Regions from separate parts of the Mus musculus genome. Here regions 2, 3, 4, 5 and 6 are each linked to region 1. Evidence: chromatin contacts called from public Hi-C and promoter capture Hi-C data. All regions are on one chromosome and are shown on one strand. The core of a region is the stretch at or near the end of the contact, and the rest is flanking DNA. Distances in the headings are between cores, read along the strand shown. Region 1 holds the start of Agpat2 (1-acylglycerol-3-phosphate O-acyltransferase 2 (lysophosphatidic acid acyltransferase, beta)). Region 2 holds the start of Rabl6 (RAB, member RAS oncogene family-like 6). Region 3 holds the start of Fcna (ficolin A). Region 4 holds the start of Brd3os (bromodomain containing 3, opposite strand). Region 5 holds the start of Sardh (sarcosine dehydrogenase). Region 6 overlaps Sardh (sarcosine dehydrogenase).

Evidence for each region. Promoter capture Hi-C pulls out the DNA fragments that hold promoters and counts their contacts. Hi-C and Micro-C count contacts between places; a contact is called where the count stands out from the background.
Region 2: a promoter capture Hi-C map of pre-B cells shows a contact between it and region 1, with 2.3 times the contacts expected there. The contact joins the promoter of Rabl6 here to the promoter of Agpat2 in region 1. A contact is called at or near these places in 2 of 39 promoter capture datasets (hippocampal neurons and pre-B cells) and 1 of 9 other capture datasets (liver).
Region 3: a contact with region 1 is called in a promoter capture Hi-C map of liver, with 4 times the contacts expected there. The contact joins the promoter of Fcna here to the promoter of Agpat2 in region 1. A contact is called at or near these places in 4 of 39 promoter capture datasets (hematopoietic stem and progenitor cells, hippocampal neurons and liver) and 1 of 484 Hi-C or Micro-C datasets (liver).
Region 4: a promoter capture Hi-C map of liver shows a contact between it and region 1, with 2.8 times the contacts expected there. The contact joins the promoter of Brd3os here to the promoter of Agpat2 in region 1. A contact is called at or near these places in 6 of 39 promoter capture datasets (frontonasal cranial neural crest, hippocampal neurons, liver and 2 more).
Region 5: a Hi-C map of the N1E-115 cell line shows a contact between it and region 1, with 4 times the contacts expected there. The contact joins the promoter of Sardh here to the promoter of Agpat2 in region 1. A contact is called at or near these places in 5 of 39 promoter capture datasets (the C10 cell line, the SN4741 cell line, embryonic stem cells and 2 more), 1 of 15 datasets of contacts at CTCF or cohesin (large pre-B cells), 3 of 484 Hi-C or Micro-C datasets (the N1E-115 cell line, cortical neurons and liver), 2 of 115 datasets of contacts at active chromatin or transcription factors (embryonic stem cells and pancreatic cancer cells) and 2 of 9 other capture datasets (embryonic stem cells and liver).
Region 6: a Hi-C map of liver shows a contact between it and region 1, with 4 times the contacts expected there. The contact joins the enhancer-like site here to the promoter of Agpat2 in region 1. A contact is called at or near these places in 4 of 39 promoter capture datasets (the 3T3-L1 cell line, liver and pre-B cells), 1 of 484 Hi-C or Micro-C datasets (liver) and 3 of 115 datasets of contacts at active chromatin or transcription factors (cardiomyocytes, heart atrium and large pre-B cells).

What each region holds. Positions count from the first base shown.
Region 1 is chr2:26,602,500-26,605,930 of GRCm38.p6, forward strand. Agpat2 (1-acylglycerol-3-phosphate O-acyltransferase 2 (lysophosphatidic acid acyltransferase, beta)) reads right to left here and starts at 1,918. Exons shown (of 6, transcript NM_026212.2): 1 at 1,530-1,918. The coding sequence starts at 1,711.
Region 2 is chr2:25,606,543-25,609,973 of GRCm38.p6, forward strand. It overlaps Rabl6 (RAB, member RAS oncogene family-like 6), which reads right to left and starts at 1,939. Exons shown (of 15, transcript NM_001024616.2): 1 at 1,571-1,939. The coding sequence starts at 1,700. Ccdc183 (coiled-coil domain containing 183) reads right to left here. Exons shown (of 14, transcript NM_029859.1): 11 at 3,083-3,251; 12 at 2,889-2,999; 13 at 2,718-2,814; 14 at 2,087-2,251. The coding sequence ends at 2,133. Fcnaos (a long non-coding RNA gene) reads left to right here and starts at 2,788. Exons shown (of 8, transcript XR_003954003.1): 1 at 2,788-2,927.
Region 3 is chr2:25,626,164-25,629,594 of GRCm38.p6, forward strand. It overlaps Fcna (ficolin A), which reads right to left and starts at 1,811. Exons shown (of 10, transcript NM_007995.3): 1 at 1,586-1,811; 2 at 1,273-1,386; 3 at 1,115-1,168; 4 at 804-839; 5 at 478-513; 6 at 93-128. The coding sequence starts at 1,673. It overlaps Fcnaos (a long non-coding RNA gene), which reads left to right. Exons shown (of 8, transcript XR_003954003.1): 6 at 2,791-2,948.
Region 4 is chr2:27,440,866-27,444,296 of GRCm38.p6, forward strand. It overlaps Brd3os (bromodomain containing 3, opposite strand), which reads left to right and starts at 1,571. Exons shown (of 2, transcript NM_001360791.1): 1 at 1,571-1,949; 2 at 2,063-3,356. The coding sequence starts at 2,518. The coding sequence ends at 2,772.
Region 5 is chr2:27,245,567-27,248,997 of GRCm38.p6, forward strand. Sardh (sarcosine dehydrogenase) reads right to left here and starts at 1,737. Exons shown (of 21, transcript NM_138665.2): 1 at 1,087-1,737.
Region 6 is chr2:27,210,916-27,214,346 of GRCm38.p6, forward strand. Sardh (sarcosine dehydrogenase) reads right to left here. Exons shown (of 21, transcript NM_138665.2): 17 at 96-189. Among named protein-coding and RNA genes, the nearest start is that of Sardh, 35 kb to the right of the region's middle. Within about 2 kb of position 1,501, at least 48 of the 459 cell types and tissues checked have an H3K27ac peak or open chromatin away from gene starts, as enhancers often do. A contact at or near this core is called in heart atrium and liver, where this site is marked.

The sequences.
Region 1 (3,431 bases), core at 668-3,167:
CAATATGAAGAACTGTTTAAAGGGTCATACAGCATTAGGTTGAAAGTCTCTGCCTTAGAGTGACTGTATGCAGCACCCTTGGAAAGCATCACTATAGCTGAGCCGGCACCAAGGGAATTTATTATAGAATTTATTATACACTGGCCCTCTGGGGTTCGGTTCCCAGAGCACCCTGTCCTGGCTGGGGGGATCTTGATCCCTTGCCTCCTTCTTTCCAAACTCTCCCAGTCCGCAAACCTTTCTGTCAAATTGCTTTTCTGAACCTCAGTCCCATCTGTTGCCCAGGCAGAGTAGCATCTGCAACCCAAGCTTGGCTGGCCTAGGCCAGGGAGGCACGAGATGGGGATGAGTCCATATGTGGACTGAGCAAGCCTCCACCTCCTAGCTAGTCAATCCCTTTCTTTTCCACTCACCCCTCTCTACGGTCATCCCTGGAGGATGTCATGCTTGCAATACTCCAAGGGCCCTGCTGTTCCTATCTCAACTCATCGCCTTATGAGGATTTAAGACAGGAACCCTAAGACAGGGTGGGGAGGTGGGGAGCAGGCCTCCCCACCCTGTTCTATGCACCGTGAAAAGTGCATAGCTAGGGCACCCTTGTCTTCTGTGCAAGGGTCTCCTCTGCATGTCTGCTCCCTGGGACACTGGATAGTCACTATAAGCACCTGAGAAATGAGGGCTGGGACCCACAAAATATGGCTGGTCAGGACAGCATCCTAACCCCAAAGACGACCAGATACAGCCGAGAGTCAGGAAACCATCATTCACAGTCCTTGTAACTACCGCGGGGGAGGAGGGGCTTCAGGGGCACAAGGTCCGAAACACCCAGGCAAGGCCAAGGCCAGGACATTGCAAAACCCACCCTCTCAGCAGTCCAAATGGGGCAGAAAGAAATGTAGCAACAGTCTCCTGGGAGTGTGGACAGGGAGAAAGGACTAGAGGCTTTTTCTCTCGGGCAGCCCCCATTGCAGGACAACCTAGCCTGATCTCCATACCTGTACCTTTTGCTTGTCCACTAAGCTTCCCTGCTCTGGGAGATGGGCAGAGGAGGATTCTGGCCACAGCCTCCTTCCTTTATTGCTAGCAAGCCAGGTCCAAAGACAGTTCGGCCCCCACCCCCCAGAAGAGGAAGTTAATGACAAGGAGAACCTGTGGCTACAACCTGGGCACAGGTGTCTTCTAACCGGCAGAGAGGTGGAAGCACGGACCGGAAGCCTGGCTAGGCTTCGGTTTCCCTGCTGGTGAAAGTGGGATTGGGCCTGTCCCACCTTCGCTCGGCCCCCTCCCTCTCCCAAAGCTAGCGGCGCGCGCAAACCCGACACTCCACGCTGCGCGCAGGGGGCGCCGCAGGGCCGAGCCCTACAAGCGGCGCACATCGTGACACGCGCCCCTGGGACGGGAAGCCGCGTCGTCGGAGGCTCCGGACCGTGGGGACGGCGGGGCGGGCGGGGCAGGAAGGAAAGAACGCGAGGAGCTCAGAAGTTAGGAAAGCGGAAGCGCGCGCCCATCCCGGCGTCCGGCCCCCTTGCCTCATGTTATCCACGGTGCGGCCGCCGTGGCGCAGCAGGCAGACGATCGAGGCCGCGGCGGAGAAGGACAGGCAGAGCACGCAGTAGAGACCGACCTTGGCGTAGAACCTGGCTGTGCGGCTCAGCTGCACAAGCAGCAACAGCAGCAGCAGCGCCGCCGTCAGCCATGGCCACGGGTCCATGGCGGCCGCACCCCAGCCCCGACGGCGCCGCCGCCCTCCACCCGCCGCCCGCGCCCCTTTTGAGGAGCGCCGAGGGTAGAGGGCGGGCCAGGCTGGAAGCCCAGAGCTAGGTGCGGCCGTCCCGCCCTGTTCCCGCCCCTCCGGGCCTGGCCCTGCCGGGGGGCATCGCGCCCCGCTCCGCCCCGCCGCGTCCTGGACGCGGACCCCGCCTCCCTCGGCCCTTCGGGTGTCACCCTCTCCGCCCCGCCCCTCCCTGCCACCCTGCCCCTTGCGGCAGGACATTGAGGTTCCCTCACTCGTCCCGCGGCTCCCATCTCTGAGCTGCCGGGTGGCCTGGGCTCTGGCGTTGCCTCCCACGCCCCTGCACCGGGGCTTGCGGCCACAAGTCCCCAGCCTGGCACCGCAGCTCCCTAAGGGTGTGCAACCGACCTAAGACGTGCCCATTATGCCAGTCTTGTCACCACACAAAGGACCATTGACCGGCTACTGAGTGACCAATGGTTACCTGACTAGGCCACCTGGCTGGTGGCCTGGGCCCTTTAGGTTCCCTTGAGCAGGGAGACTGAAGCCCTATTCCCATGATGCAACGAGCTGGGGGAGGCAGAAGGAGTAGTGAGAGTTTTGGAGTGGGGGTGTCTCTGGGGTAATGTGGCACCGGGGACCTTCTGATGCCCGGCCAGCAGTGTGGATCAGGCGATTGTGTTCCCATGCGCACTGTGTTCTAACCGCCAGCCTGTAGTTGGTGCTCACTGGGACACTTGTAGTAAGAAGCCTTGGGCTTGCAGGCCAGCCATATACATCCTTCCTGATCATGTTCTCAGAGCAGATGTCAGTGACAAAATGCATCTAGCTTCTTTTTTGGTGAGGTTGGTCTGCACCTAGGTGTGGAACTCAGCGATGGCTGTAGATATTAATGTGCCCACAGGCTCCCCTATATCCAGGCATTCTGAGAGAATCTCTGGTTTTCTCAGATCCGGAGAGATGATAATTTTAATATCTACCTATATAACTGTGCTTAGCTTTTTTTTTTTTTTTTAGACTTATTTTATGTATGCGAGTACACTGTAGCTATAGGTTGTGAGCCTTCATGTGGTTGTTGGGAATTGAATTTTTAGGACCCCTGCTCGCTCCGGTTAGCCCACTCAACTCTGGTCAACTCTGCTCCCTCAATCCCTGCTTGTACACCAGAAGACGGTGTCAGATCTCATTACCGGTGGTTGTGAGCCACCATGTGGTTATTGGGGCTTGAACTCAGGACCTTCGGAAAAGCAGTCAATGCTCTTACCGGCTGAGCCATTTCGCCAGCCCTGTGCTTAGCTTTTAAAGCAGGGCCAAAGCTGTGCCAGGGTGGGTAAGGAACCACCAGGAGTCACTCCAGCTTCAGGCTTCTGTGCTCATGAGGTTGCAGGCAGGGTGAGCTGCAGGGTTTCAGCTTCTCTGGTAGAAGACCCAGATATGCTTGGAGAGAAGGGGGGGGGGGAGAGGGGTGCTACGGGGCTGCTAGGATCCCAGCTGAGATCTCCAAGGCATCAGGTCCTCACAGCTCTGCAGCCCCCTCAGGAATGTATGCTGAGTCCTTCCTGCCTTTTAATTCTAACCAACCTGGTGTCCTTTTTATTTATTCATTTAGCGTATTGGTTTATGTTTTTAAGGTTTTTTGTTTGGTTTGGTTTGGTTTGTTTTTTTGGGGGGTGGGTTGTTTTTGTTTTTTTGAGACAGG
Region 2 (3,431 bases), core at 689-3,188, 1.0 Mb before region 1:
TGAGATCCTCTGCTCAGCCAGCTGTCCATCCCACACTGACCATGAGCACAGCGCATTCTGGCCTGCGCAGGGCCAGGTCATCAGCTCAGTGCTGCTCTTTAGTATACTCTCTTTACTCTGGTGGCATAGTTCCCTCTTTTTGCTTCTGAAATTCAGACCACTCCCAGTGATCTATGGTTGTTAAAATTCTGGTTTTCTTTGAGTTTGTTCTTTTTTCCATTGCTTTTTTGAAACAGGGTCTCACTATGTAGCCCATGCTGTCCTGGATTCCATTAGGGTCCAAAAAGGACCCAGCTGCCCCTGCTTCCCAAGTGATGGGATTAAAGGCTCGTCCAGCTTTCCCTGCCTCAGTTATTCATTCTCCTGACATATTGCAAAAGATTGTTGTGCTGCCTTCCCGAGCCACCCAGACAGCATTCTGCAACAGACAATTCAAAATGTGGAGACTCTTACAAGAATCCCGAATCTGTATTTATTATATTGCAGGTTTGTTCCTTTAAGTAAGGCATCTTGGAAAATATGGAAGACTTCAGCTCTTCTAGACCCCTCCTCTTTAGAACCCCAGGGCGTGGGTCCAGTGGGTAGTAAGTTTAGAAAGCAAGAAGCTCCTAGTTCAGGCCTAATTTCTAGAATTGGGCTGCAAATTAATACTATATAAAAATAACGAAAGAATCCAAACATAGATTCCAAAGAACACAAACCACTGAATATTTGACTCAATTCTCTTCCTCAGTCAAGAGAAATACAAACTTCCAAGTTAACACACATACACTGTTTGCTTCTAAATTTGCACAAAAAATCCTCCTAGTAAGTTTCATAATGTTACATTATTACCTAAATATCACTGACCCTGTGAGGCACAGCTTACAGTGAACTGTGTGTATGTGCCAGTGCATGTATGTGTGCGCGCACGCGCTTCAAAAATGTTGCAGTATAGAAATAGTTTAGAAGTAAACAATATCAGACCACGACATTGCCCAAGAATCTTTTGATTGTTCAACCTGCAAATGGAAAAACTCTAAAGAGGTCAAGAGAACCGTGTGCTTCTCGCTGCACAACATACATAATTTATAACGAAGGGCAGAGCGGACTTTTCTTCTTGTGGGGTCAGGGATGCAGAGTTAAGAGCCTCTTGAAATTAAAAAAAAAAAAAAAGCATATCCCTTACAAAACAAAAAACAAAAAAACAAAATCAAGGCTCAAGGCCCACAGGCGACCGACTTTCAGGAGCCTCCGACTTTCAGGAGCCTCAAGTGAGAGCAGGCGCGGGGGGCGGAGAGGAGGCAGGCACACGCAGCCCCGCGCGCGCACCCTCGGGTTATGTAATGGTCTCTCTCCGCAGGGTACCCGCGCCAATCAGGGTCCTCCACCGCTGCTCCGCTAGTGTCGCCGCACAGCTGTTCTCTGGAGGTCTCCTGTCAGGTGATGTCCCTCAAGGAACGACCACTACTCAGAACCCAGGGACCCGTCCGCCCCTACCCTCTGATTCTTCCAGACCCTAGTAGGCTGGGTGGCCGCCCCGGGCCCTGCCAGCCGCCCCGGCCTGCCCGACGGCGCGGCCCGCACTCACTGTTATACTGAACCCCCTTAGCGAAGCGCCTCTGCAGCGCCTGGTTCATGGACTGCAGCCCGGCGGGGATGTTCTTGTCCCGGCCTGGGGCCTGCTCCGACCCCACCAGCTTCTTCAACGCGGAGAACATGTTCCTGCTGGACGTGCGAGCCGGGCTGGCCTGCGAGCTCAGCAGCGGCAGCAGCACAGCGCACCCCGCACCATGTCCGGCCGGCCCAGGCTTCCCCCGAGGCCGGAGCGGGCGCGGCCTCGAGCGAGGTTCTGGGGCCTCAGCCTCTGTGGCTCCGCTCCGGCTTCCACGGCCCTCGGCGCGGCAGCCAGGCACCCGTCAGCGCCGCCATCTTGGCGCCGGCGCGGCTACGGGACGCTAAAAGGGACACGTAGCCGCCGCATGCGCAGAGAGCGCACTAGGTCCCGCCCTTTTCTAGCATCTCCACCTCGCCGCCACCAACCCCCTCTGGTCCAACGATCAGCTTCCCGGTCCTCAAGAGTCCCGAGGTTTCTCCTTCCTCTAGTGTAGTTCTGGAAAAATGTTTATTTCTGTACTACAGCCCAGACAGGTTTACTTTTTCTTCTTTTTGGCTCCCTTGAGCTTCGCCTCGATCAGCTGTTGGGCCTGTTTCTTTATCTCCGCCCGCGAAGGGACGTAACTATGGTCCACATCCGCAAACTGGAAGGTTTCTGAACAGGCAAGAAAAGGAGTGGCTGCCACCCTCTTTCCAGAAGCCTCCCACCTCTACCTGTTGGCGTTTGCTGCCATAGGCCATCTCCTGCCGGGAGCTCATTTCAGACATGTATCAATGACTGGAGACCCCTGCCCTAAGTCACCTAAGGCCAGGTGCCAGACAACTAGGATTTGCCAAGATTATCCACACTAGCTGTCCTTATCCTTTCACCCCACCTTGCCTCTGTAGCAGAAATTCTTCTAAAAGTTCGGTCTGGGCTCCCTTCTGGCCCATCCCATGATATACGTCCCTTTTGTCTCAGAAAAAGAAACCTCTGTAACGTCTATCGATTAAAACCTTTCCCTTCAGCGCCCAGTCACCATGTATGCCATCTCTTGTCTTGAGTTCAGACCCTATCTAGTTGCAGCTATTGTTCTTGTCGTCCTTCTCCATCTTCCTGTGGCCGGCATGTAGAGCCTCACCTATCATGTCCTCCTCTGGGTCCTCAAAGGTAATTCTGGTATTATGTTTCTCTTTTAGAGTTGATGACTCCAAGGTGTCCCTCACCTTTGTGTCAACCTGCAGGGCAGCACCCATTATCATCTTGGAGAGCACATGGGCTTTGTGGGGACCCCTCCATGGCCCAGGGTTACCTCCTCATTTCTGGACAACGTTTGCATGCGCTCAGCCAGGTAGATAAGCTTTCCCTCACAATAATCCAGCTTGCCGTACACATCAAGAGTGTTAGAGACTGCTATTTCTTTCTGTGGGTCAGAGGAGCAGCTGGTTTTCCTGTGGTCCCACACAGGGACCCTGTACACAGCATCTCCTCCCCGGGGGCTGATACCTGGAAGGTTGGCAAGGTGATGCCGATGAGCCGGATGTAGAGGTTGTCAATACCTGTCTGGATGACCAGCAGCAGCTGCTGGCCCTTATTCATGTTGTTTTGGGCCTGCTTGAGTCTTGCTTCTTCCTCTTCTAGCATGTTCTTCATCTTCTTCTGGATAGAGTTAAAGCTATGGGGGAGGTAAGCACAGCAGTGAGGAGGAGGAGGGCACAGCAGTGAGGAGGAGAAGGAGGGCACAGCAGTGAGGAGGAGAAGGAGGGCACAGCAGTGAGGAGGAGGAGGAGGTGGGCACAGCAGTGAGGAGGAGGAGGTGGGCACAGCAGTGAGGGGGAGGTGGGCACAGCAGTGA
Region 3 (3,431 bases), core at 561-3,060, 980 kb before region 1:
GTTGGCCTGTATCTGGGGTATACTCCCTGGGTGGGGTCCTGCTGTATTCTTGAGAGCAGGAAGTAGGAGGGGCCAGCTGAGAGGTCACTTACCTCTCTGGCACAGGGTGTCTCCCAGCTCCTTTTCACCTGGGCAGAGTCATGAGTGTTATTTTCTTCCTTGGTCCCTTCCCATCACATATAACTCCCCTAGACTCCATATTCTACTTGGCATACATGGTGCCGTACCCTCCTGCTAAAGAGCCCAGCACACCCATCCTGGCTGGCCCCATTAGGCTCCTTTGTGTTTGGCTGCTGTTATGCATTGTCCTGTCTGTGACTATACCCAGAGTTGGGATAGGTCAGGGTGCTGGCTGGGAGGCTGGCTGGGCCCACAGATGCTTCATGCTACTTCAGCCCCCGAAGCTCACTCTTCTTCACTCACAACCAGAGGGTAAAGACACTGGAAACGTTAGAAGAGACTATGGGATGTACTTACCCAGAGATGGCGCAGCTCCTGTATCGCCTTTCTCCCCTGGAGGAATACAGCATACTAGCCTTGTCCCAGAGCTGGAATCCTGCCACATCCTCTCCTGTACCCCTCCCAGCTTCCAGCCTCTCCCCTAGTCTGTGAGCCCCCAACATTCTGATATGCATAATGATCCGGGGAGACTTTGGGGACCCCTGAAGTAGTGCTTCTGGGAACACCCACCTTTCTTTGTATTCAAGACTCCCCTTAAGCCAACAAGACCCTAATCCCATATTGCTCCATGTGGAGCTGTCCTTCCTGGTCCCTTCCTAAGGAGACTTGTTTACTAGGCTCACCTTTAACTCCCGGGGGCCCCATGGTTCCTGGCTCTCCTGTAGACAGAAGGGGCATTCTTACAGTGCTGGTTCTTTTTCACTTCAGTGTGTGTGTGTGTGTGTGTGTGTGTGTGTGTGTGTATCCACCTATGTGTCCATCCATGCGAGCAGAACTTGTAGGAGAGAGATCTGAATGCCCAGCCTGTAGGAAGGGGGCAGGCATGCATCTGGACATAGGGGAGGATGGTGTGTGGGCTCAGGTGCTACTGGCACCACTCTCAAGACCTGTCTGGATCTTAGGCAGATAGACCCATGTGAGAATTCCCTCTTACCTTTGCTGCCGGCAGGTCCCATCTTTCCTGGGCTGCCCTGAAAGCCCCGTTCTCCTGTAAACACAAGGACTAAACTGGATCTCATCTCCTAGGTAGGATTGGAGGGAGCTGGGCCAAGGGGAGGCTAAGGGGAATCCCTCTCCCATCCAGATTGCTACCTCTTCCAGCAGGGCTTCCAGGCTCCCCTTTGGGCCCAGGTGGGCCAGGAAAGCCAGGGCAACTTTGGATGACAACCACCTTGTCCTGGGCCCCCAGACCTACGACCTTAACATCTGCATAGAAAAAAAAAAAAGAGGGGTGGCTTTGGAGCAGCATTGAAAACCACAGCTCTCCGTACCCACTAGCATTCATGCAGCCTGTCTCTGGATGTGTTTTCAGGCTGCCCTTCTAAAATGTCCCATCTCCTGCTGCCACATGTGCAGGCATATGCAGGTATGTGTGTGCCCACACTTCTGAGCAGACCCCTCTCACCTGGACAGGCACCTCTCTCCTGACCCAGGGCCTGGGAGGGACAGAGACAGAGCAGTCCTGAAAAGGCCCACAGCGTAGGCCACTGCATTGCTCTGGGTACAGCAGCCACTCCTTGACTCCCTGGCTCTGGACGGAGGCTGAGGCACTGATGAACGAAGTGAAGACCCTCACTGCCTGGATTCCTCACGGCTCAGCTTTTTCTCCTGAGAAGGAGTGCAAGTTAAAACCAGGCACACTTCCTGTGTGTCACCAGATGGCCAGCGCCACACCCAGCAGTTCCCTGTAGCACATGAGTACAGTACTCACACACTCAGCACACTTTCCCAGTCAGCACTGGGGATTCGGGGCATGAGGACACCACCTCCTTCTCTTCCTTCTCCACCTTCCTCTTCCTCCTCTACCTTCCTCTTCTGCTTCTCTCCAAAGAATAGATTCCCAAAGAACTAGCTCAGAAAGGCAAGGCTGGCCAAAGGCGCCTACTGAGCTCCCAGAGCCAAATGCTGAACCTCTCAGCCTCCCATCCATGGATAGCAGACAGAAGAAGCCTTCCTGAGAGAGTGTGAGGCACTGGCTGGGCCATGAAAGAGCTGAGCCTGGCCCTCCAAGCCAGCAGAACCCTCGTTCTCACTACCCTGCCTACATCCTTTTTTTTTTTTTTTTTAGATTTATTTATTTTATGTATATGAGTGCTCTATTTGCATGTACACCTGGATGCCAGAAGAGGGCATCAGATCCCATTACAGATGATTGTGAGCCACCACATGGTTTCTGGATATTGAACTCAGGACCTCTGGAAGAGCAGGCAGTGCTCTTAACCTCTGAGCCATCTCTCCAGTCCTGCCCTGTATACCTTAATACCTACCTACTGCAAAGTCTGGCATCGGCCTGGCTAGGGTTTATAGTGAGCAGGGAATCCATAGGGACCTGAGTGCCTGCAGGCCAGACTAGGCCAGCTATGCTCCCCCATTCCTTCCCCAGCACGCCTCCAGGCTGCTGACCTCCCTCTGTCCCTCCAGGCCGCTGACCTCCCTCTGTCCCTCCAGGCTGCTGACCTCCCTCTGTCCCTCCAGGCCACTGACCTCCCTCTGTCCCTCCAGGTCGCTGACCTCCCTCTGTCCCTCCAGGCTGCTGACCTCCCTCTGTCCCTCTAGGCTGCTGACCTCCCTCTGTCCCTCCAGGCTGCTGACCTCCCTCTGTCCCTCCAGGCTGCTGACCTCCCTCTGTCCTCACTGGCACCAGTTCCTACAGGAAGTGCTCTTTCCTGCCCCAGGCCTGAACCCTGAGGTTCATCGGAGTAGCCAGCTCTCTAACAGCAATGGCTTCCCCCATCTCCAACTGCAGCAAGCTGAGCACAGCCCAGGCGGTAGGTGTTTTAAAAATAACAAGTCTAGGGATGTAAATGAATAAAATAATTCATTAAAAAATGTTAAACCTAAAAGAGTCTAACTTTTCCAGCGTTATCCCCTTTCAGCCAACTTTACACCTGCATCATTTTTTTTTTAGATTTTATTTTTATTTCTGTTTAAAGATTATTACTTTATGCGTAATGGGTGTTTTGCCTGCACATATGTCTGTGTACTAACTGCATGCCTAGTGTCCATGGAGGCCAGAAGAGGGTGTTGCATCCCTTAGAGCTGGAGTTTACAGGATGGTTGTGAGCCTCTATGAGGGGGCTGGCAATTGAATCCTGGTCCTCTGGAGGAGCAGCCAGTGCTCAGCTGCTAAGCCATCACTCCTGCCTCTCGATTTTATTTGTGTGTGTGTGTGTGTGTGTGTGTGTGTGTGTGCATGTACACATACATGTGTGCAGGTGCCCGATGAGGCCAGAATAGAGTGGCTTCCTGGA
Region 4 (3,431 bases), core at 321-2,820, 840 kb after region 1:
CCATGGTGTCAATATTCTTTTTTCTTTTCTCTCTCTTATCTTTTTGAGATAAGGTCTTGCTAGGTAGCCTTGGTTGATCTGAAACTCATTGACTAGACTAAGCTGGCCTCAAACTCAGAGATCTGCCTGCCTCTGCCTCGAAAATTCCTGCCACCACCATCCCACCCTGCTCCTTTTCCAACACCCACTGATGTCAATATTCTTAACTGGCATCGGACTAAAGTGTGAAAATAGAACTTATGCAGAAAAATGATGGACACGGGGTCACAGTGTTTGGTCGGGTGTAATAGGAGTGTATGCTGAATTTTCCTGGGGCTTTAGGACAATTCAAATGAGCAGTATGTGGAATGGCGGAATTTCGCAGCTACTTTTGAAATGATGCATCCCACACCACATTAAATAAATTGAAAACAAATGTGCCCATCATCTGAGTGGGATGTCAATAATAACAGCAATAGGTCTGAGAAGGAAACTGCACAAAGAAAATAAGGACTGAAGACAAAGCTTAGCCTTAGAGCACTTGCCTAACATGCCCAAGGCCGTGGCGTCAAACTCCAGACCACAAAAGCTCCAACCCAAACATAAAATTAATCCCAGCACTGTGGGAAGCAGAGGCAGGTGGATTTCTGAGTTCGAGGCCAGCCTGGTCTACAAAGTGAGTTCCAGGGCAGCCAGGGCTATACAGAGAAACTCTGTCTCGAAAAAACAAAAAAAGAAAGAAAGAAAGAGAGAGACGGAGGGAGGGAGGGAGGGAGGGAGGGAGGGAGGGAGGGAGAGAGAGAGAGAGAGAGAGAGAGAGAGAGAGAGAGAGAGAGAGAGAGAAAGAAAGAAAGAAAGAAAGAAAGAAAGAAAGAAAGAAAGAAAGAAAGAAAGAAAGAAAGAAAGAAAGAAAACCTCAGAAACCATGTTAGGATCGAGAACTGGGAAGGTGCCTAATGCTAACTCCTAATCCCTCTTCAGCATCTCCTCCAGGTTTCCTAGCCGCTCCTCACCCTCCATGCTCCTCCTTACAATGCCCCCAAGCTCTTCTCCCCAGCTCTTAGCCCCATCTCCCTCCCAGTCCTGACTCCAGAGTGTCTTCCCCAGGCTCCTTTTCTATCCTGGCTTCTCCCTTTGTGTTTACCACCCCCTCCACTCTGCAATGCCCACTCTGCTTCCCCCAAACGCCTCTTCTTCCTCTGCCTCTTCAGGCTCCTCCTCTCAATCCTCATCCTCTCCTCCCTAGCTCTGTCTTCTCCTAGCATTCCTTTCATGCTCCCCCCTCCAGAGCCTCCCCATCTCCTAGATTCTTCCCCCACTACACACTCCCAAATTTCTCGGGATCCTCCTCTCTCTCCACTCTCTCCTTATCCTGGATCTCGCTCTGCCTCTTTCTCCGGCTCCTCCTCTCTTCAAGCTCCTCCCCTCTCCCTTTTCTCTGGATCTCCTCCTCCCCCTATTCTCTCCGCCCCCTAACCTAAGTTCTCTCCAAGCTCCCCCTCCCACTCCAGTCCTTCCCCTTTCCTTCCCCACCGCCCTCTGGACGCTCCTCCTCTCCCTCTAGGTCTTTGGCCCCGCCCACAGAATGATCGATGTGTCCGTCTGCAGGCTGGTCCTCGGTGCTCGGCTCGCCACGCCTGCGACGCTGCCATGGAGACGTAGCCGCGGCCTCCTGGCTCTGCCCGGGACCTGGATCCCTTGCGTCAGCAGGCCCACGCGTGTCCGCGAGCGCCGGTGGCAAAGTCTGCTTCGCTGGAGCATCCGGGCAAGCGGTGACTTTGCTGGCCGCTGGGGCGTAGGGCTCGCATCCTTCCTCCTTCCAGTAGCTCTCTACTCCATAGCTGAGGACCGCTTCTCTCACCAGCGGAGAGGAGACCCTGGGACCGCCAACCGTCTGTGGGTTATTAAGGGACCTGCGATTGTCCATCCGCCTCATCCTTCCGCTCAGCTCAGCTCAGCAAGCTGCATCCGTGAGTAACCTCGCTTGAACACTCTGGCCCATAGAGGCTGCTCCTGGTGGTGAGGCCCATGCTGGGCCTGTCCCCGACTCCCCTCCCCTTCCGACAGTTTCTTCCCTTTGTAGTGTCACCCTTGGTAAGAGTGGAAGACTGGCTAGAAGAAAGGACCTGAACCAACGCTTAGTCCACATCCCCATTGTGTTTTGAGCGGGGTGGACAGGCCAGCCCCTGCTGCAGACACCCTGGATACATCTCTTTGAGCTCAGCAGTATTGCAGCGGCAGTGGACACCTGATAAGCTTCCCAGGAGTGGTGTGGAGTCACTGTCAACACTAGAGCACTTTGTCTGGAATGGCTCTCACGTGGCTCCTGAATGGTCAGAGATGTGTCTTGGATTCTCCTGCCCTCCTGAGGATCTTGCCTATGGAAGGTCTAAGTTACCTACTTTCACTATTAAGTTGAACAAGGACTCCCAAACCCAACAGCCATCAAGGTTGTTGGCCAACTAGTTACAAAGCACAGCAGCCGGCTGTTCCTGGCCTAGGAGGAAAGCCAGGTGTGCAGGACGCTGGGCCTGTGGGATGAGTGGGCGAGTCCCGCTGGCAGAAAAGGCCCTGTCAGAATCCTATGCCCGCCTCCGGTACAGGGATACGTCCTTGCTCATTTGGCAACAAGAGCAGCAGAAGTTGGAGTCTGTACCACCTAGTACATACCTGAGCAGAAGCCGCAGCATGTGGTACTCCCAGTATGGAAATGAGGCCATCTTAGTTCGAGACAAAAACCAGCTTGGGGTCTCTAGGGACACTGGCCAGTCTAAGTTTTGCTCAATCATGTAATTCCAGGGAGAAGACCCTTGATGGCCATGAAGATCAAGCCGTGGTATAAAAACGCAACACCCAAGAATGTCATCCAACACTTTATTAGGGGCACAACAGGTACCTAGATGCTCCTCTCACTGCCCAAGCCCAGGAAATGCTTCCAAACAAAAGGGAAGCAAGAGAGACACACACCCCGACCCTCACCTGCTGTGAGCTGCTGCCTGATATAGAATGGATCAGGTCCAGGGTAAGGAGGTGACTCTTCTTGCAGGGTCCCAGATCTGTCAGCTCACTGCAGTGGCATGTGAAAGGGGGGCAGTGCTGGTAGTGACATTACTGCGTTGTGATAGCATCCACACTAGCCACCAGATGTGGCCTCTTATATAGGTGTGTCCTTAAGCAAAATGTGCCCCGAAGTGATTCCAAGCCTAATCGAGTGTGGGGAAAGTGGATTCTGATGGTGACGAATCGGATCCTCTCTTCTACCAGGCTGCGAAGGCACTCATTTAGAGGCTAGCACTTCCCCCCCCCCCCATGGCTATGCAAATGTGGGGATGCATTTTGTCAAAACTGAGCTTTCTAAATAAACATCTTAAAAACTCTTCCCTTTCTCATTTTTCTTGTGTAAAACCTTACTCAGCTTTCTAAAATAACAGTAATGGTGACAGTGGTTGCCG
Region 5 (3,431 bases), core at 487-2,986, 640 kb after region 1:
CCACCCCTGCCCCATCTCCCTATTCATCAAAATGTAATAACATGACTTTACCAGGAAACCAGGTGGTGATGGCACACGCCTTTAATCCCAGCACTTGGGAGGGAGAGGCAGGCAGATCTGAGTTTGAGGCCAGCCTGGTCTACAGAGTGAGTTCCAGGACAGCCAGGGCTACACAGAGAAACCCTGTCTCACACCGACCCATGCACACCAAAGAAAGAAAGAGAGAGAGAAAGAAAGAAAGAAAGAAAGAAAGAAAGAAAGAAAGAAAGAAAGAAGGAAGGAAGGAAGGAAGGAAGGAAGGAAAGAGAGAGAGAGAGAGAGAGAGAGAAAGAAAGAAAGAAAGAAAGAAAGAAAGAAAGAAAGAAAGAAAGAGAGAGAGAGAAAGAAAAAAGATCTACCAGGATTGATGGTGCTTAGAGTCTGGGATTCCTCCCAGACCAGGGAAGAAAGAAAGATGCCTCCAAGGGATCTCTCACGCTCTTTCCTGGGATCAGCAGTCAAAGCAAAGGCTTTGGCTGAGTGGGGCTGGCTTCTTTAGTATTAAAGACTGTTACTTGGGAACTCAGTGTCTAGTTAACCGAGAAAGTCGCTTTCATCATCCACTGTGGGTGACAAGCTCTGTGTATTAACTCACTCCCACAGACTGGGCTGGCTCCCCTGACTTTTGTCTCCACTTTAGGGACGAGACTGAAGTAAGGGAAGCGTCTGTCATGGGCCTCTGTTTGGCCGCACTGAACAAACTGCGCTGTGATCTGAAAGCCAAATACTCCCCTGTTCCCTCCCAGCCTGCAGATTGGGACCCTCGGTGTCACCATGTCCCACTTGTGACCACGGTGAACCCTCACTGAGCACAGTAGGGTTAAGAATGGGTCAGAGTCAAGCCACCCACCTCGGTACCCGACTCCAAGGGGTCTATACTCTGAGCAACCTCTGGAGTGGGGAGGGGTTGGATTTTCAGGCAGGAGCTGTCCTTGTCCTTACAGTCTCTTGAGCCATCCCCATCCCTACAGTGACAGCTGTCAAGTCTTCTGTGGTTTCCATGAATGAGACAGGAAGGTATTCCTGTCAGCAGGGATCTATACATACCTTAGTCTTTCAATGGGTTCCTTGGTCTTCCAGAAGCTCCTGAGAGGTTCCTAGCAAGGAAAAGTCAGCATGATATGGATCCAATCGGGGCTCTGCAAGTCCAAACAGTGCCTCTACCTTAGGACACCATGCCAGGCACTGCATACATGCCAGAGGAGCCTCCTTCCTCTGCAAACTATGCCCAGTGCCAATGCTGCTGGCCCAAGGAGCTGCCACGTGCTCCTTCCTTGCCAGCCCAGCTAGTCAGAGCAGGGGTGGGGGGTGGGGCAGCCAGGCCCCCAGCCTGCTCCTCCTCCTTCAGAACAGGTACTTCATTAACCTGCCCTCTGGCCTCTGCAGCTCTCTCCCTCAGCTTTCCAAGGGCCAGGGCACAGGACACAGGGAATGAGAACTCAGTCACAGACCTGAGGCCTCAGACACAGGGCCCTTTTTTAAGGCAGCACTAGAAGGGTATGAGAAAGAGCCCAAGAGGGGAAGACACTCTGCAGAGCCCTCTCATAAGGGACCCCCCCTCCTGCCCTCCCACAGTTATCCATGGCCGTCCCATCTACTCCACGGTCTTTCAACCAGAAGAAGAGGGAGGTCCCAGCTAGCAAGCAGCTAGCTCCAACCCTGCCCATGAAGGGGCTGTCGGGGACACTGCCCCTCCCTTCTTTCCCAGGCTGCATCTGGGTCTAGCTGAACAAGCCACCCACTCCCTTGCTGCTGGTCCGGACTACAACCGGGGCAGGAATGTTCCTCCCACCACCCCAGCTTCCTGGACAACCCAGCTGGGACAGCTGCCAAGTGGGCAGTTCTCCTGGCTGGCCAGCAGAGAAGGACTGTGAAACCAGAGCCCAGCTCTGTGGATGACCTCTTTCTCGTATTTCCTTCCTCATCTCTAATCCAGGGGTCTCCATACTGCTGTGATGACCCTGGGCATCCTGCCTTCCCAACCTTGCCTACCCTGGTTCCCCACCCCCGAAGCCAGCTCCATCTGTAGTTGGCTGTGTAGGTAGACTTGAGGCCCCTGGTGAGATCATCTTGGCACTAGTCTATGTTTCCAACCCCAGCTTGCTCACTCCTGGGATCAGACAGGCTATGGAGGAAGTCAGGCAGCTGCCCATAGTCTGTGCCCATTCCAGGTGTATGTTTCAAAACCTCTGGATATCCAAAGAATCAGAGGAGGTACTAGAGATGGGGTGCTGGAATTCACAACTAGATACTTTTACTGGCACAGAGCTGTCCATCTATGTGCCTTGCTGTCAGCTTGTCTCTAACGTACATTTACTGAGCACCTACTGCATACAAAGTAGCTCCTGGGAACCCAGGTCTGGCATCCAGGGGCTTATGAACCAGAAAGCAAAGATGGAGGGAGGGGCCCCCTCATGGCTGCCCACGGAGCTGCTCATTTCAGAAAGGGAGCAGAAACTTTCTGGTTAACCACTGTTGCCAAAGGTCTCAATCTCTGCCTTGAGGCTGGTTGCTGGCCCCACCAGCATGAGACTTCTTCGGGACAATGTGGGATCCCGAGATAAGGGACCCCTGACCTGCCCACGTGTAGCTTATCCCAACAAACCCAAACAAAACTGAGGTCAGGCTCTGCTCACCAGACAAGCTGACTAGAGAGAAGGAGGTAAAAACCTTGCCTAAGCCTTCTTCTGTGTCCCAGCCTCCGTGGTGTGTGAGGGACAGACACCTAGTTAATATAGCCCTGGGGCAATGGCTGGGCCAGGCAAACTCTAACAGTTGCATAATCACCAGGACTTTGGACAGGGGTGGTGGCTGCAGGCTGGGACTGGTGGCTGGTCAGCACTGTAGGAGTTGTTGTTGACCCCAGCATGTTATCCTGCGCAGGTCAAGGAGAGGGAGGCTGTGCCCATGAGTGCTGAAGGGCACAGCTCATATCCAGGGTCTAAAGGGCAAGGTCCTTCTGACACTGGCATGGATGTAGGCTGCTCTCCTCATCTCTCCTGCCACCAGGCAGAATTGTGGTCCAACCTACCCTATCCCATCCTCCACCCCGCCCTACTCCCACAATCCCATTCCACCTTATTCCCCCTTTGTTAGACTAGAGTCACAGAACTTATGGAGTGTCTAAGGGGATTTATTGTAACGACTTACAGTCTGCAGTCCAACTAACCCAACAATGGGCAGCTGCGAATGGGAAGTCCAAGAATCTAGTAGTTGCTCAGTTCCAGGAGGCTGGATGTTTCTGTTGGTCTTCTGTGTAAGCTGGAATCCTGAAGAAGCAGGTTCCAACAGATGTGCTAGCAAATAATTGCAAGCAGGCGAAGAAGAGTGAGTCTTTCTTCTCCCAATGTCCTTATGTAGGCCTCCAGCAGAAGATTTGGCTCGGATTAAAG
Region 6 (3,431 bases), core at 251-2,750, 610 kb after region 1:
CCGAAAGTACCAGACTCCCAGGCCCACCCAACCTTTGCTAAAAGTTGCCGCCACCACACTCCAGCCCCCAGAGGCTGACGGTCACTGCTACCTACCAGGTGCCCGGCGGCTCTCACCAGCTGGTGGGTGGAGAAGGGGAAGGCCTCGTTGCTCAGGTCAGCATCAAGCACATCCTGCAGGATGTCACGGCTGTGAACAAGAACAGAGTCTGTGAGTCACAACCTCAGGTGTTCCTGGCCAGTGAGCCAATACCAGCGGGAGGAAGACAATAAATCTAGACGACCTGGTAGGGACAGGCTACAAGTGCCACCATATGAGAAAGCCACCTTCCTGTGGGCTGTCAGGGAAGCCGGGCTATAGGTGAGTTCTCGCTACAGGATGGTCAACTAAAATAGAGTTATTCAACTACCAAGCACCCTGGATCCCACCTGAGTCACAATGGTGGTCACTGCGAGGAACTGGCAATTGTGCCTCTGTTTTATATAGCAGAGTCAAAGGTCAAGCTGTGGTGAGTAGACAGGACTCAGCAGGGAGCATAGGACACTGTACTGCTCCTCCACCTCCATTACCACCACCACTGCTGTCACTGCCACCACCACCATCACCTGGTGCATCCCCCAACCAAACCCAAGAGTCCTGCCTGCAGTGGGTCTCAGCCTCACAGGAGTCACAAGGAGGCAGAGAGATTAGAGTCCCAGCCTGGTGGACAAGAGAACAGGGCCATACCTAGTGCTCATGGCTGGGTGTCCTTACAGCACTGGACGCATCTTCTTCAAACCATATCACATCACAGTGAGTCCTACTGTCATGTCCACTGTTTTTCTAAACCACATCACGCTCCGTCCTCACATGTCCATTGCTACTCTGAGCTGTGCCGTTGAGGTACATTCTATTGTTCTGCACCAGCCTCAGCCAGTCTCCCTCTCTCACCTCCCTACTCTGCTGCAGCCCAGCTCAGGCCCTGCTGCTGTGAAACAGACAAGATCCTGCAGGCCCACGCCCCAAGCCCACCTACCACAAGCCCACACACCCCCTCCCAGGTCACCTCTCCTGTGTCCCTCCATTCTCCAGCCCTGCTCCTTGTCATATTTGACCCTCTGTCACCCTTCAGCTCTTGACCCATCCAGTAGTCACCTCCTCTAGGCAGTGCCCCTGGATTCCCTCCCCAGGGGTCCCTGTGTGACTACAGAGGTGTCTGCCATTTTTCTCTCTCTTTGCTGTGCCCAGCCCTCTAAGCCAGGGCAATAGGACCCTACACCGCCTACTGCTTGAACACAGTTATCTGGCGAGTGATGCCAACTGCAAGCCTCTGGGCTCAACACAGGCAGAAGAGCAAGTACCCTAGGCCTGGAGACACGCCCACTTCTAACCATAAGGGGTCCCAGGGGGCTGCAGCAAGTGCTCAGAAGTGCAGCCAGCCCAAATCCCCACCCCACAGAGCTGGGAGCTGCCACCCACGCCCGCCTGAGGTGCTCAGCCACTGCCTTCTGCCAAGATCCTTATGTAACCCCAGCCCCACGTGGTGTTAGCCCTAGAGGTTCAGCTCTGCTCTGCTGCCTCCAGACCTCCTAGAACCCAGGCTCCCACAGCCCCGGGGGCAGCCACACAGCAGAGAGGTAGTCTGGCAGAATACAGAGCTGTGTTTTCTTCCTCATGAGGCATAGATGCCACTACATACAGCCTCTAAAGTGGGGCTTGAAGGACTGTGACGAAGGCTGGGGTGTCAGCCCCAGAGGACAGCCACCCAGGTCTGCCAAGGTTATAGTCCTTCATTGGAGAACAGGTGGCCTGGGGAAAGAGTCCAGCTGGAGTCCTAGGGGCCAGTCCCAGCACCTCCTGGGCCTTGGCTGTGGCTGCCAAGTGGAGCTTTAGAGAACCCTCATAGAATCACAAAACCATGTATCTAGCACCTGGGGCTCATGCTGAGTGACAATTGTGGCCATCCCACATAGCTCTGTCTGCCCCCAGCAACTATAGGAGGCTGTATGAACTGAATGAAGCTCATCAACTTGAGAAATGCAGCAGACAGAGGGGTCAAGAGCCAAGTGAAGGCTCGGCAGCTGCTGTACAGTACCTCCCAGAACCCAGGTGCTGTGCTAAGTGCTCCCCACGTAGCTTAGGAACTAGGCCTGTTCGATTTGAGCTAGTGACATTACTAATTATATGGGAAACAGGAGAGAGCCTTCTGGAAGAGGTGAGAAAGAGGTTGGAGAGTGGGGAGCTGCCAGCCTGGAGGCTGCCCCCAGCTGCTCCCTGGGGCTGCATCTTGATCAGACTGCCTGGTATCCTCACTCCTTCCATCTCGCTTCACCCACTGGCCTCCCTTACTCTAAAAATAGCCTGTTCCTGTCCAAGGTCAGCATGCAATGAAGCTGGAGTCTCCTTTGGGCCAGGAAGGGCCTCTAATGCAGCAGGTAGAACTCCACTCCTTCAGGTTGACATATGGGCTTCCCCCCACCCAGGAGGAGTATTGAAAGCCATGCCCACAGCACCACTGGCCCCTGCAGCCAGATGCTAAGCCCTCTAAATTCTGGAGTAAATGGTTTTCGTGCCCCCACCGGTTGCAGTGCTGTCCACAACACCTGCCACTCCCTCTTCCTGGCCTCCCTGAAGGCTCAGCAAAGACTTGTTTTACCTGGTGCCTCTCCTGCTCTCAGAGCAGTGGGCAGGATCTGGACTCAGCAAGAAGTAACTAGTTTGGTCAACCCCAAGGTGCCAGGGTAGGGTCTAAGCACACTAGCCAGAGTCCCAGCAGGATACCCAGGGAGGAAGAGATGTCACCAAACAACCAAGTTTGTCATACTGGTCCCCTGGGGCCCCTACCCCCAAGAAGTGACTCCCTTCTTCCCTGTCTCTCCCTTCTTCTACTTCCCATCTAGGCTCAGGGGCTCCACCAAGCACCAAGCACGGGTCCGTCTCTGGGCAGCACATGGCAGGCCCTGCTGGTTAACCAAGGTGTAGCTCCTCACGACGGTTTGACTTGGCGACTAGTGTGTTGATGAGGATATGAGAACACCTGAAAGGTCAAGAGGCTTCCCATGTCCTTCTGCCTCCCTTCCCAGAAACGGTGTGGCCCTGGCAAATGTCTCCACCTCTGTTCCATCAGTAAGAAAAAGAACATTCACAGACACTTGGGATGTACATCACCCTGCTTGGCCTGGAGGGAAATTGGGAGATTCAGAGGGAGAGCATCCAAGTGTGTTCCCTGGAGCTCTGAATGTAGGCAGCATGGGCATCAGATAGAACACAAAAGGAAAAGTCATAAGCCCTTGTCACATGATCTCCTGCTCTCCCTCTTCTTTCCCCTTTTGCTCTTTCTCTCCTCTCCCCCACATCCTTCCCCTATCCCTTTGAATCTGTCTGTCCTTCTCACTCTCTCTCTCTCTCTCTGCCCCTGTCCCCTTGATCCTATGACTAAAAACAAGCCCTTC